3 separate regions of the Anas platyrhynchos genome follow, and all the other regions are linked to region 1. The links are chromatin contacts, called in public Hi-C maps. All regions are on one chromosome and are shown on one strand. Each heading gives the region's core, a stretch centred on a gene start, on an enhancer-like site or on the middle of the called end of the contact. The rest is flanking DNA. Distances are from core to core; before and after follow the strand shown. Region 1 has its middle 20 kb from the start of ZFP36L1. Region 2 overlaps RAD51B (RAD51 paralog B). Region 3 overlaps RAD51B (RAD51 paralog B).

What was found. Hi-C and Micro-C count contacts between places; a contact is called where the count stands out from the background.
Region 2: a Hi-C map of subcutaneous adipose tissue shows a contact between it and region 1, with 2.2 times the contacts expected there. The contact joins two enhancer-like sites. A contact is called at or near these places in 4 of 8 Hi-C or Micro-C datasets (liver, skeletal muscle and subcutaneous adipose tissue).
Region 3: a contact with region 1 is called in a Hi-C map of subcutaneous adipose tissue, with 2.6 times the contacts expected there. The contact joins two enhancer-like sites. A contact is called at or near these places in 3 of 8 Hi-C or Micro-C datasets (liver, skeletal muscle and subcutaneous adipose tissue).

Annotation. Positions count from the first base shown.
Region 1 is chr5:37,382,714-37,386,843 of IASCAAS_PekinDuck_T2T, forward strand. No RefSeq gene overlaps it. Among named protein-coding and RNA genes, the nearest start is that of ZFP36L1, 20 kb to the right of the region's middle. Within about 2 kb of position 2,123, at least 5 of the 8 cell types and tissues checked have an H3K27ac peak or open chromatin away from gene starts, as enhancers often do. A contact at or near this core is called in subcutaneous adipose tissue, where this site is marked.
Region 2 is chr5:37,549,725-37,554,198 of IASCAAS_PekinDuck_T2T, forward strand. All of the region lies in intron 11 of RAD51B (RAD51 paralog B), which reads right to left. Among named protein-coding and RNA genes, the nearest start is that of ZFP36L1, 150 kb to the left of the region's middle. Within about 2 kb of position 2,122, at least 5 of the 8 cell types and tissues checked have an H3K27ac peak or open chromatin away from gene starts, as enhancers often do. A contact at or near this core is called in subcutaneous adipose tissue, where this site is marked.
Region 3 is chr5:37,629,853-37,634,185 of IASCAAS_PekinDuck_T2T, forward strand. All of the region lies in intron 9 of RAD51B (RAD51 paralog B), which reads right to left. Among named protein-coding and RNA genes, the nearest start is that of ZFP36L1, 230 kb to the left of the region's middle. Within about 2 kb of position 2,104, at least 1 of the 8 cell types and tissues checked has an H3K27ac peak or open chromatin away from gene starts, as enhancers often do. A contact at or near this core is called in subcutaneous adipose tissue, where this site is marked.

The DNA.
Region 1 (4,130 bases), core at 873-3,372:
CTGCTGTTTGGCAACATGGTGGTAAGTTGTTCAGTCCTCCTGTGGCCCAAAAGGTGGCAAAGCCCTGCTCTTGGATTTGTCTTATCCATTTGTCTTTGCTGGGAGTCCAGCACATGCTGCCTTACCCTTTCCGGTACCTGCTGGACTGATGAGCGGAGAAGACAGTAATGCTCATGAGCTCCCAATCAGCCCAACTTCCCATGGGCATTACTTTCCCAGGGTCTGGAAAACCTTGGGCAAACAGCACAGACCATTTTCAACAGTTTCATCGGGGTTAATGCACACCATGGCTTTCTCCTTGCCTCAGCAGCGATGCCTGTCCCCACGAGCTCTGTCCCATGTCACTCCTCACAGACTGCCCTGGCAGAACTGGCACCACTCTTGCTCCTCCTATGGCACACGGCTAACGCACCTCCACCTTCCACGTGCCCTCATCCAACATCCAGGTGTCACTGGCCTGCTGACAGCCAGCACCCTGGCACCAAGGGCATCTCAGCCTCGCGCCTCCAACCAGGCGGAGGAGGTCCCCTTCACAACCCCTCCTTTACACCACGGGTGTGCTTGCTTTCCTTTTGACTCCAAGAAGCACATTCATGCCATTTTCAGCTCCTGGTTCTCCAGGAACAAATGCCAAAATTGGAAGGGAATGGTTGGGAATGTTATCCCAGAGGTATTCACACAAACACTTTCCATCATTTCATTTACCAAGAAAAATACCCTTGAAAATACTCCGCTAAGGAAAACTTTTCTTGTCTTCGGCACCTCAGGGACTTTCAGCATCTTCTTGGGGCGAGACCTTCACCGGGGGGGTTGTCCCACTTCTCACTTGCAACTGATGCAGACCAAAACAGTGAAGAAAGCAGGGGAAGTGGCCGCTCACTCCGGTGCAAGGGAGCTTCCCGCACTTCAAAGCCATCGGGGCTCTCTGCCGGCAGGAAGGGCTGCGCGGGGACACTGGGCGTGGGGCAAACCAGCGACAAGGAAATTGTGGGGCCGATGGGACGTGAAAGCTGCAAGTGTGTGAAAGGCAGGACGGAAGTGTTGTAGGGGGCAGCCCTATTTTTAGCTGCCTCTTGCAGAACTTTGCTAGCGTTTGCTGTAGTAGGAGAGCTGCTTCTCCTTTCCTTGATGTAAGCAGAGCCGACGACGTTTGGGTCTGTTTTTATTTAGCTACTCACGAGATAGCACTGACTGAAAGGTCCCTTGAACGCTGTGGATGCAAAAACACCCGTGGTCAGAGAGTCTTGGGCAAGGAGAACAGAAAGCATCTGACACTTCCCTGTCTCCATTTCAGGACTGTGAGAGGTAGAAACCGAAGCCGAGGCTGCCAGCATGACTCTTAGTCACATCAACAGGGGATTTTGCAACACAGTGGGTGCAGGGAGTCTGCAAGCAAATCTGGAGTGCTTCGCGAGGGCATTGGATTGGGGTTCCTCTGGCTGTGAGGCCTGAGCAGTGCTGTGCAACCCTCCCTTTCCTGCTCCACTGCAACCTGCTCGGCCGCTCCGGGTGGGTGGGAGGCAGGCAGGGTTTAGCACTAATTAGCATGGAGCACTGTGGGGAGCAAGAGGTGGCCATGCCTACCCTGTACGGGGCTCCTTTTAACGCTTGCATTAACATTAGATGATTCCTACGCCCACTGTAGGGAATATCCTACAGGGAGAGGCCATTCCTAAGCCAGGCAAGAGAGGACATTAGGCAGCCGTGCAGAGGAGCATGAGACGAGATGTGGTTGTTCTGCATGGGGCTGGAACCACCAAGGCAAGCTCCAGACTGGATCCCACCGCTGGCAGTTCGGCTCAGTGTGACTTGCAGTGTCCAGCTCAAGGTCAGGATGGGAAGGACGGTGTCCAGACCTGTATAACCAGAGCCTGTTGCTGCTCTCAGTATCTCATCCCTGCAGTGGGTAGACACGTGGATAACGTATATAGCCCCTTCTTAAACTGGATTGATTAAGGCAGGATTTGCAATTCTTGAATTGATGTGTATGGAGGAGTGCTTCGTACTGTAACAATTTTATTTAGAAATGATAAGTCGTTTATAAGGAGGTAGTGAGAGGAGTAGGTTATTGACAGCGCCATTCCTGTCCAAGGGAATGTGCTGGAAAGTCACTTTGTCCTCTAGATGGCACCCCTATTACTCACACATCAAAAAGTTAAAAAAACAGACACGCCTTTCTTTTAAACGCTCAATTTACAGACAGGCCGTGCAGTTTAGTAGTTTGGACCAAAACCTACGGGCAATCAAGATTACAGGAAAACCGACCATGTCTGGGTTTTCCCCTCTTCTTGTTCAAAATAAGGAATATGGATTTGCCTTCCTCTGGACTCTGTACTTGTCGTTACTGGGCTGGGAGTTGCTACCTGGGAATTCATCCTGAAATTTCTGCAGTTGTGTGGGAACCAAAGAAGAGCTGCGGTGCTTTGCTTCGCCCTCCAGCCCGCACACATTTGGTCAGTGCCCCGCCTGATGGGCGAGCAGCTCTCCTGGGTGAGAACCAAGGGCCTCCTCAGCGAGCAGGAAGGTCCAAGGCTCCGCTGCTGTATTTGATCTTTAGGGATGTGTGGTTGTGAACTTCGACAGAACCAAAGCCACACTTTGCCAGAGCTATTTGTACAGAAAATTGCTTTATTGTTTCAATTAAAAAAAAAAAAAAAAAAAGGCAGCCAGGCATTTAATGGCTCCCATCTGCAGCCACTCTGTGTAATTCACTTCCCACTTAAGGTTTGAATCCTTCTTTTCTTTTTTTAAGCATGGGGACAAAAAGGGAGCGTTAACGTCCTTAATGTTAATAAATGTATCTTTATGGTCTATTTTAAATAAGAATAACCAGGCTTTTGTTGGAGAAGGGTCGTAAATAATCCGTGTGTGAGTGGAGATGCTAACAGTGGGAAAGAATGCACATGCACAGGAATCTAAGTTGGCTGTTAGCAGAAGTGTTAATGAACTGTCTAATTGATTTAAATGTTACTTAGTTATCCCCATTTCTATATTTCCCGAGAACTCATAGTCAGGGTGTTCTTCCATCATCATAATTCCCTGAGAGCTAATTGCCATAGCCAAAAAGGGAACTGAGGGAGCCAGATTTCAAAGGTGTTTGGCACCTAGAGACAGAGACAGGGGCTTACAAGTCTAAGCTGCACTGAAATCAGCAGTCAGGGCCAATGCCCTTTTGAAATCCAATTAGGCACTTTGCTGGCATTTTTAAGTGCCTCAGTGCCTACAGTACCCCTCCCTAGATGACTTGTATGAAGTGTGTGTCACAGCCCTGCATGAAAAAAAAGTGCATGCAGAAGGCAAATGACATCCACAGATACAGAAACGTGACATTTTTTTTTTTAATTGATAGTTTGGGGAGGCAATAATAAGATAAGAAGGATGTCTTTGCAGGATGCAGTTCTGCCTTGACAGGGCCCTTGGTAAATGGCAAGCTGCAAGCTGGACGTTCCCCCAGCACTCCTGTGCTCTGCTGCAGCAGCTCGGAGCAGGATTCAGTCTCCTGTTCAGGAACATACTGCTCAGATTATGGGCAACTCTCAGATCATGGTGCTGTCAGAGGTGCACTGTACCCTTCCTAGTGACGGGATGGAGCAGAAAGGAGAATAAATACATAAGAAAAAGGGGAAACAACTCTTAAAATAGATTTATTTATTTATTTATTTTATTAGGGTTTGCACTTTTTTTTTTTTTTAATAAAGCAGAAGAGAATTAATAAGAAATTTATGGTCTGATTTCAATCCTACGGATACTCACGGAATCCCTTTAGTGAATACTGGACCAAGTCCAAGAAAAACAGGTTATTCCCTTAACTTCCATTTATTCGGGGCTGTGTCCTTCTGCATTCAATCTTGTTAGATTTGCCAGTAGATTTAATGTGAGTCTCATCAGCAGTGGTTCTGGACAAGAAACTGTGGTCAGCTGCCTCTGCCTCTGAGACTGTCTTCCCAGAAGAGTGGTGGTACCTTAGGATGTCAGGGCTACATGACAGGTAGTTGATGCTTGTCCAGAGCATCATGGTAGGATCCCCTACAGTAAGACACAACTTTGAGGTAAGTGACGTCTCTCTGTCATGCACTAAACTGCTCCACCAGCTGGTGTTTTTAGCACACCAAAACCAAAGCAGCTCAATA
Region 2 (4,474 bases), core at 872-3,371, 170 kb after region 1:
GTGGGAAGATGAATAAATGAGAAAAAAATGGGGACGGATGAAGGAAAAAATGCAATGTGAGAAAGCAGAGAGAAACAGGAATGGGGACAGGCAAAAGGACTGTAATTAACAAAAGAAGGGAGTAAAGAATGGAAAAGGAGTGGATGGAGAGAAGATGAAGGGATGGGAACGTATTAGAGACACAGGAGAGGGAAAACCTCTAAAGGAGAAGAGGAGCAGATGTGGGAAGGGTCAGAGAAAGAACGAGAAGTTTCACAATCAGTCAGCAGTTAGAACTTGCTGTGATGGGTACATGGTAACAGCAATGTTGATTCAGCAACCATATATTGACAAATACTGCTTCTACCCAAGCCTCAGAGACTAAATTTACACTAGTGCTAGTTTAGAAATCCCCAAGAATGTGCAACCTAAACTTCCAGGCCCACAACCAACGATCATTACTGGTAGTGGAACAACTAGCCTAGATATAACAACCAGGGGCAAGTGTTCATTCATGGGATTGAAAATAGGATCTGCAATCATTTAGGATAAAGTTACCATAGCTTGAAATGTAGCTCTCATTAATTCCAACTCCAAGCTATTGCTGGCAGGCTGGCTGTTCAATTGCTTTATACAAAAGAACCTCACGGTCATTGTTTACCTTCGTGAATCATGATGAGATCTAACAAAAAGTACTTCTTAGGCCCTATCGGGTTCAGCACTGAATGCCCTCTGAAGGCTTAGATATGCTCTCACGCTCAAGGATCAAGATACTATCGCTGTGAAAGGTTGGCAAAGTTTGCAGTATGCTGCGTGTTTGGGCAATATCTGAGTATTTCTGTTCCCAGGGCTGTCAATCTGACATCTAAGCAAGAAAACATATAAATCAAACCAATAATGTCAGCTCCACTGTCTAAAGTTTCAGAAGGCCAAAAGATTTTTTATAAGCTTTATTTACTATAACAGGGCAATGAAGATCTGGCAGTGACCAGGAAAATAATTCCTATGTAGTTAAGATACACCAGACCAGGAGGAAAAATGCAGTATTTAGCTAATGAGAACCAGTGTACAAATACTGATTCAAATACAATTATCTTTATACCAGTCTGTGAATACACTGGTGTCCAGACAAAGAAATTCCTTAAATATAACTGCATCTAGTCTTTCATGGGTTTTAAGTTAGATTCATGCAAAAGTGAGCATACAGAAATTCCTAGCTGGTTTTGAGCCGACTGTCCAACACAAGAGGAAAGAGTGCCATGACATTTGGAGCAATCATCTCCCAGAAGAGGTATAAAGTTGAGATCCAAATTCCTACAGCTGGTTTAAGAAAAGAGCCCTTGGAAGTTCTGCAAAGACATTATTGTTAGTGCTCTGGACAAATGTAAATGCATTGTCATTTCTACCAGCTGGGCAGCTAGTTTCTATGGAAAAGGACTGCAAACAGTGTGCATTCAGTGCCTAGGTGCCTATGCAACAATGCAATTGTCATACAAGAATTACAATACAGCTATAAAACGTCAGTTAAGTCAGGCAATCCCAATAGCAAATTCAAGCTGGGCAGCCGAAGCACCACTTGACACAGTACTTTATTCTGCTTCAAAGCTCCATTCTTTTCAAATTCTCTCTAACATGTCTAATGAAACAGGCAGTCTGATGTGCTCAGAAGGTCATCAGTTTCTACCCAGAGCACCTCCAAAATGTAACAGGGCCTTGATTCCATTGCCAGTGTAATTTTGTTCTTTTTACTGGGTCTCGATCAAGTTGCATTCATGAGAACTGCAGGCTAGGTCAACATGTACCTCGAGGCTGTCTGGATTCTGTTAAGCCAGGCTTTTTGACCAGATCCTCTTCTCCCCCTTTTTACAAAACACTCAGCAGAAAAATAAAATAAAATCTCTCTCTTCTGCAAAATTAAAATAATTAAAATAAATTCCTTTTATCTCTCTAATTAAGTACCATCCTGTATTTAGTCAGTTGACAGCACCAAAGAATGATTTTTCTGTATTCCACAATGTCATCCTCCCTGCCTGGATCTATTCAAAGCCTCTTGTACATATTTAATCACTCCTAGCCAGGCCTGGCTAATGAAATGCAGGGCCTTGCCCTGACCTGACCTTGCTATTTCTATTTTGGCTCAGCACATCCTCTGCTAGTTGGTTTAAAAAAAAAAAAAAAGTTGTTTCTCTTCTCTCTTGGACTTAAAGGTCCTGTTACTGGCAGGGGGTATGGTCAAGGACACTGCTGAATACAGAATGAATGACTGAATGATTGTGAACCCTGATTTGCAAAACTCCTGCAAGCCCAAAAAGGACCACAACAACTTAAGCACAAAGTTTTTTTTCCCCCTTTTTCTCTTTGGCTGGCAAGGACTGGTGGTCACTGTTCAACTACAGTGAATGGCTTATGGCTAGAAAATTCTGTAAGAAAAATGGGCAGCTCAAATTGTTTGCAGCAGTCTTTTATAAAGCACTGGTATTCATTCTATGGTTTTGGGCACTTATTGCAACTAGAGATGTTCTTGGTTTTCCCCTTCTGCCCTTTCTATTTGCCAATACTGCAATTTAAAATCTATTTTCCCTTTCTGAGAGCTCATAAAGAAGTGTGATCCCATTTATGACCACTTAGGAAACACTGGATATTGGGTTAGCCCATTTGTCACATGATGTTGGTTGTAGGAATTTATCAACATGCCAATCAGAAGTCAGAAATGTTTCCAGTGTACAACTGAACAACATTTACACGGTGATTCATGTGGTCTCTTTAAGCTGAGTTTGTTTTCGAATAGTTTATGATTTTGTTGGCCATGAGTTTTGGTGTTGTTTGACATACTTAGTTACTGGATGAACCATAAACCACATTTGAAGTCAGAAAGAGCATGGGATATCTTTCTATTCTTTGTGTGTAAGCAGTGCCTTACATTGTGGGGCTCTGGATACTGAATAGGGGTCACAGATGCTATTACCAAACAACCAACAACAGCACAAAGTTCTGTAGGTACTCTGGCTGTCAGAAAAAGCAGGCTCAGCAGCTCAATTCTTCGTTGTTCTTCCAATTATATATCAATGGAGTCATGCCAGAGGAAACAGCAGTAAATAAGACGAAGATGCCTTTAGCTAGCTATCCAAAAATAATGCCCTATGTCCCATGGGGCACTGTCAGCTATGGAACCAGGGACGTATATAACATTTCTAATGGCCAGAATCAGTTTAACAGGTCCTTATGAGCTCTTCTGCATGTACTGGTACTAAGATAACAAGAGTTAGATCTCCATTTATAAGTCTAGTCTTTTGTCAGCTCAACTAAAACAAACAGGTTCAAGTTGCAACATCCTGTTGAATAGAAGCAAGTAGGACTTCTAGGCACTGCTTGAAAGAAGAAATGTTAAAATCATGTTTGCAGTCAGCAGAGTCAAACAATACAGCTGTGTCACCTTCCTCCTAATGCTGTTTATCATGTTCTTTTGTAGTCTGGTTTTCTACACAGACAACGCTTTTGCAATCACATTCTGTATCCCAGTCTATATAACCTTTTCAGCCATTGATTGCTTTCAGCCAAGTCTGGAAAATAGCAGGGGTCCTCAAACATCTGTGAGGTCACAGAAATTGAGTGAAAATAGATGGCTGAGTAGAGAAGAAAAGAAAGTTCCTGTAGATGTTAGTAGACTGCCTGAAACCCAGAGAGAGGACTTCTCAGTATGACAAGTGCAGGAGAATTTGTAGATGTAGTCAACCAACCACAAAGTGCAGCTCCGTACAGATTTGTAACTTCCTTTAGTCGATGTCCTGTGGGGTTAGATGAGCAGCAGAACTAACACAGAAGTTGGCTTTCAGTTGGCCAACTGCTGGTGACCATAAGTTGTGAGATCAGCAGTAGTGAAACCTGACCATGGCCTTATGAGGCCCCAGTCAAACGTCTGCACCTGCTAGGCCTCACCCAGCAGGAGAGCTCCTTGGTGGCATGCACCAGGCAGCAAACACTACTTAGGCCAACTCTAATCAAGCACCAAACTGTCATTAAACCAAAGGCAAAGGCAACATTCAGCCACTTTTTTTTCCTCTCTGCCACTTTTCCAAGCAGATTTTTGACCTATCCCAGGACCCAGCACCACTGCAGTTGTACAAAATGGAGTCAAACACACAACACGTAGAAAAAGCACTCTCAGATTAACTGTGTCTTTTTTTTTTTTCTTTTTGGTGTGTATGTGCATTACACAGCCTGCTGCGGGCATTTTTGTCATGATTTTCTGCTACAGACATCGAGATTTTTAAGAGCTGAACCTCTCTTTGTAGGCTGTTCCTGAAGTTTGGCACAGTTGGAGAATGCTACCTTGGGGTGCTCCTTCCCTGTGAGCTCTGACGGGATGTTGCAGTTAAGCCACATCCACAGAGCTAAAACCACAGAATTTAAAAACAGCTGTGAAATCCAACTGTGTCTGATCTGCCTTGGTGTTTGGCCTGTCTCTGTAGGGCCAAATTTGTTTAACTCCAAGTAA
Region 3 (4,333 bases), core at 854-3,353, 250 kb after region 1:
TGACTTGAAGTCTACTCGTAAAACATGAAAGATAAATGTAATGCACAACTGAACACATCACAGCCCGTGCATAAAGGTCCTTTACACACTGTATTGCACACAATTCACTTCCCTTGATTGCCATACTTTTAGGCTGGAATGCAATACCTGCTTAGCAGCTCTACAGCTGTATTGTTTAGAAGCTTGGGATAAGAAGTGAATCATACTGTATTCAACAACTCATATCTACTTAGCACATAAAAACAGTATATACATATATACGTATGAACAACAACCCAGTGAACTCTGTCTCAAGGGTCCCTTGTTAATTGAGCACCCATCCTAAAAATCAGTAAAATCTTGATTATGGCAAGACATTTACAACACTATAGTGTGTTTATTAAGTGTATTTTATAACAGCCAGAAGCTTGTGGGTTTTTTTCTCTTTGTTTTGTTTTTAAGTGGATAGCTATGAAGTACTTGCACTACCTTTCTGCTGTTTCTGGATTTATCTTTCAAAGTTACAGATGCAAAAACATTGTGGAAAACCTAAACCAAAGTTCATTCGAAAAAGAGAGTTTAATCCAAATAGAATCACAACTAAATAAAGCCATAAAACCAGAAACAGCTCTAAGTACACTGTAAGGAGCCCTTAGATTAACTGAGTTTGCAATGAATTCTGAAACACAAATAAATTCTAAGCGTACCTTTTGGGTCTTCTGGCAAACAGACTGCATAGCCTAGATTATTACCCATATGGGAGCTTTGCCATATTAAGGGAATTAACGTGCTGCTTGGCTTTTGATAGCATGAGTTCTTAAATGACTTTAAAGGTTCTGGTGTCTCAGTTTTGCTTTCCATATTAAAGCTGGCATAGCTAGCAGTAGTGGCTCATTTTGGAGGACATGCACAATTTCAGCACTGGCTTGGAAGAATGTGTTGCTCAGGGATGCACGTGTTCTCCATTTGAGGAAACCACTGAAATAAATATCACTGAAATAAATATTTATCAACTCAGCTATAACCATTTCCCCTTCATACTGGACAGTGCTGGACAACAGACTATATGGAATGTTAACGACTTGACTATTCATTCTTTTCATATGCCTCATTTAATTGACTAATGTCACATCAGATATACGCGTGGGGGGGACTTTTAAGTCCCACCAGCTCCAGTACAGTAAGAAAATCTGTTGCTTGTGTTTATTTTCCCAGTAGAGATCTACATCCCACTTTCTCTGCAAGGTAAGGAGCTAACTCTCTCAAAAACGATGATTTAGATTCTTATGTCATTATTTCCCAGAGGCAAAGAAAGTGTAACTTCAGGGGATCTGAAGTGTGACTGAATTTTCAGACATCTGTGGTAGTACCTTCGCTTCTCTTCTGCAGGTCTCCCGTTCACACACAGGACTTTTTGTTAGGTTCAGCGACATTCCACACCAAAGTCACATTTCTCAGTGTCTGCTGTGCCTGCTGCCTTGTACAGAATAGCCTTTAATGAATCGACTTCGCCACTAACCCAACAGCAAAAATTCTCTATTATTTTGTGTGCTGTAACAAGGTGGATGTTCCCCTTAAAAGATTTTATCAGTGATGTAATTTCCTAGTACAATCATGCCGGGAGGTGGGGCCGGGGGAGGGAAGAAATATTGTCTGAGATCAGCACCAAACCTTGCCTCATCTCCCAAGGGTGATGAATCACGCACCCTGCTTAGAATAAACATGTCCCGAGTAAAGGGGACTGTTGGATGGAGCAGATGGAAAACACCCTAAGCAGAGGATTTTGTTTGTCTGTAGACGCCAGCCCAATACATAAAGAGGAAAAGTCGCTGCTCTGTGATTAAGTTGCTGTCCCAAGTATCTCTCAACCCCTTCACAAACAACTTTTTTTTTTTCCCCTTTGTAATCCTGTTTGTAAAGTATTCAGATTAGCATTTATCTTTGCGTTGTGAGCATCTTGCTGTTCTCCATGGTCTATCTATTAGCTGGTTAGTACCTAGAAGCGCGTATTTTGCATAAACATCCACTTACGTGATTTTTTGGATGGAGGCACCAACGGCAAGGGAGGTGGGGAGAGAGAGTGTGTGGAAAATGTTAGAATCGGAGAGGGGAGCCAAGACCGAAATGGGGTCAGCAGCAGGAAGGGGAACGGGGTGGAGAGTGTCTGCGTCAAGCTGAACCGCCTGATAGAGGGAACAGCAAACAGGTCAGCGCTAGCAGGGTGTCACGATTAGTCGGCAGGACAGCACGAAGCAACGAGCATGCTGTGGGCATGCGAGGAAGCCACAGGACAGACTTTACAGAACACTTTAAATGGTGTATTTTATACATTTGAAAATTGGATTGGGATAGAATAATACAGTAGAAATTAACTCAGCACTGCTCCACGAGCCATCATGGTTCCTTTTTTCTCTTATTGCTCAAAGACAAGTCCAAAGCTCTCACAGGCAAGGCTGCAGAACTTATAGACAGCTCTAAGCAATTTTAATGCTTTCCTTATGGGGAAAAAGATGCTAGCATGCCAGCTGAAAAGCACAACAGCAAAAGACCCCTTGAAACTTCTTCATACAGCAATGAACAGTTACCTGTTTATGTAATGCTCCTGTACTCCATCAACTACACTAGCTTTTGATAAGTTTCTGATAATCTTTTATTACACTGTGTTGATCATGTTCTCTAAAATCCTCTGTGGAGGTTTTTGTAGTCCTGCTTTATCAGCTCAATCTCAGAGACTGATCTTTTCATGGTTTAACAGGGCTGTAGAGATCAATTGGAAGCTTTAGTACATAGCTGTTAAATACCTCTCCATAAAGACAAATGTTCTCACAGGAGATCCTCCAGATTACTTCCTCACTTCACCTAAGAAGCAAACAGTGACCTGTCTTGGCAGAAGGGATGCTTATTCTAATTAGAAATCTTTCCACAGGTCTACTTCCTCTATCACACAATAAAGCAGTAAGGTAAATTTGAAGGGATGAAGGGGTGAATAGACAACTATGAGGGAGTCAGAAGGTGTTAGAAGGATGATAGAGCCATCTATACCTTTGTGTTCAAGTGATATTAAAAGGGATTAAATGTCCCAGTCAACAAGCACAGAAATACTGGTGTAAATTCAGGTGGAATCCTGACTTCTTGTCTTCTAAACAATGCTTTCCCCATCACCCTCAAAAGCTCCAGTGATTTGATTGCAGGCTCAAGACGGCAGCTTCAGAATTTCATTTTTGTTTGCACTGGGTAGATGCCACCCTTTTTAGTCTCCTTTACTGTGGATTTCACAAATAGTTGCCATCCGCCAGTGGGTTTCAGGCAACTGCCAGGAGAGTCGATTCACCAGCTTGCCAGCCCCCTGCCACGCTCAGTTAGCGATCCATCCCAAGCACAAGGGAGCCTGTGCTTGGCAGAGGCGAGCTGCAGATAGTTGTTCCCTCCTCTCCTTGCTTTCTGGGTTAAGTCTTTCTGCTGACTGATGCTGACCAGATGGGCTCTCGATTTTAATAGTTATGTGAAAAGGAAAAATGATGTCTCCTGATGTACTTGCGCTGAACAGAAAACCCACCTCAGGCTGCAACATGCCAAGAGTTGCCCATTTCAAAACCAAAACAAAAGAGCCTAGATGCTTTACATCTATTGAAGCTGCGGAGTGTTTCACACTGGAACCGTGCATGCACACACACGCACAACAGGCTTCCCAGTGCAAGTGAAGGGGCTTATTAGAGATGAAAGACAGCCTCACATCGCCCCTTGTAAGGGACCATTGTCCCCCTTTCTGCTACAGTGTTCTGTGAAGCTGTGGGAAACAAATGACCTCCGAGCCACAGCACTGTGCGCAAGTGGGAAAGAAAAGGAAGGGGGAAGGGAGGCAGTGTTGTGGGAGGGCCAGCGTCCTCGCTGTCCCGTCTTCCAATGCTGTCCCCACAGTGCCATCCCTGCGCGCAGCATGGGGGTGTTTCTCAGGCCTCCAAGCCTTGCTGCAGCAGCCTGGACAGCAGCAAAACTGGAATCTGAGCTGAGAGAGCAAGGCATCCTCCTCCAGCAGCACAAAGGGTTCTCCCACCTGGCTGTTTCCTGGAGCTTTATGGTTGAAGGTGTGCTCCAGACCTCCTGCTTTTCATTTGTTCCTCTTCATATAGGTACTAAAAAATCCTGCTTCACTTGTAAGATGGGTAGGCAGGAATCAAACAACAGAGAAAGCAACAAGAATTAAATGAAGCACTGAGGAAAAGAGTGAAAGAAGGATATGTGTGGCAGACAAAGGAAAAAGTAGCTACAGCTGATGCTTATCCCACACTATTGAGCTTCTGGTTATGAGGGATGCTCAGAGGAGCAAAGGTGAGTTAAACAGTACTCAAGCACA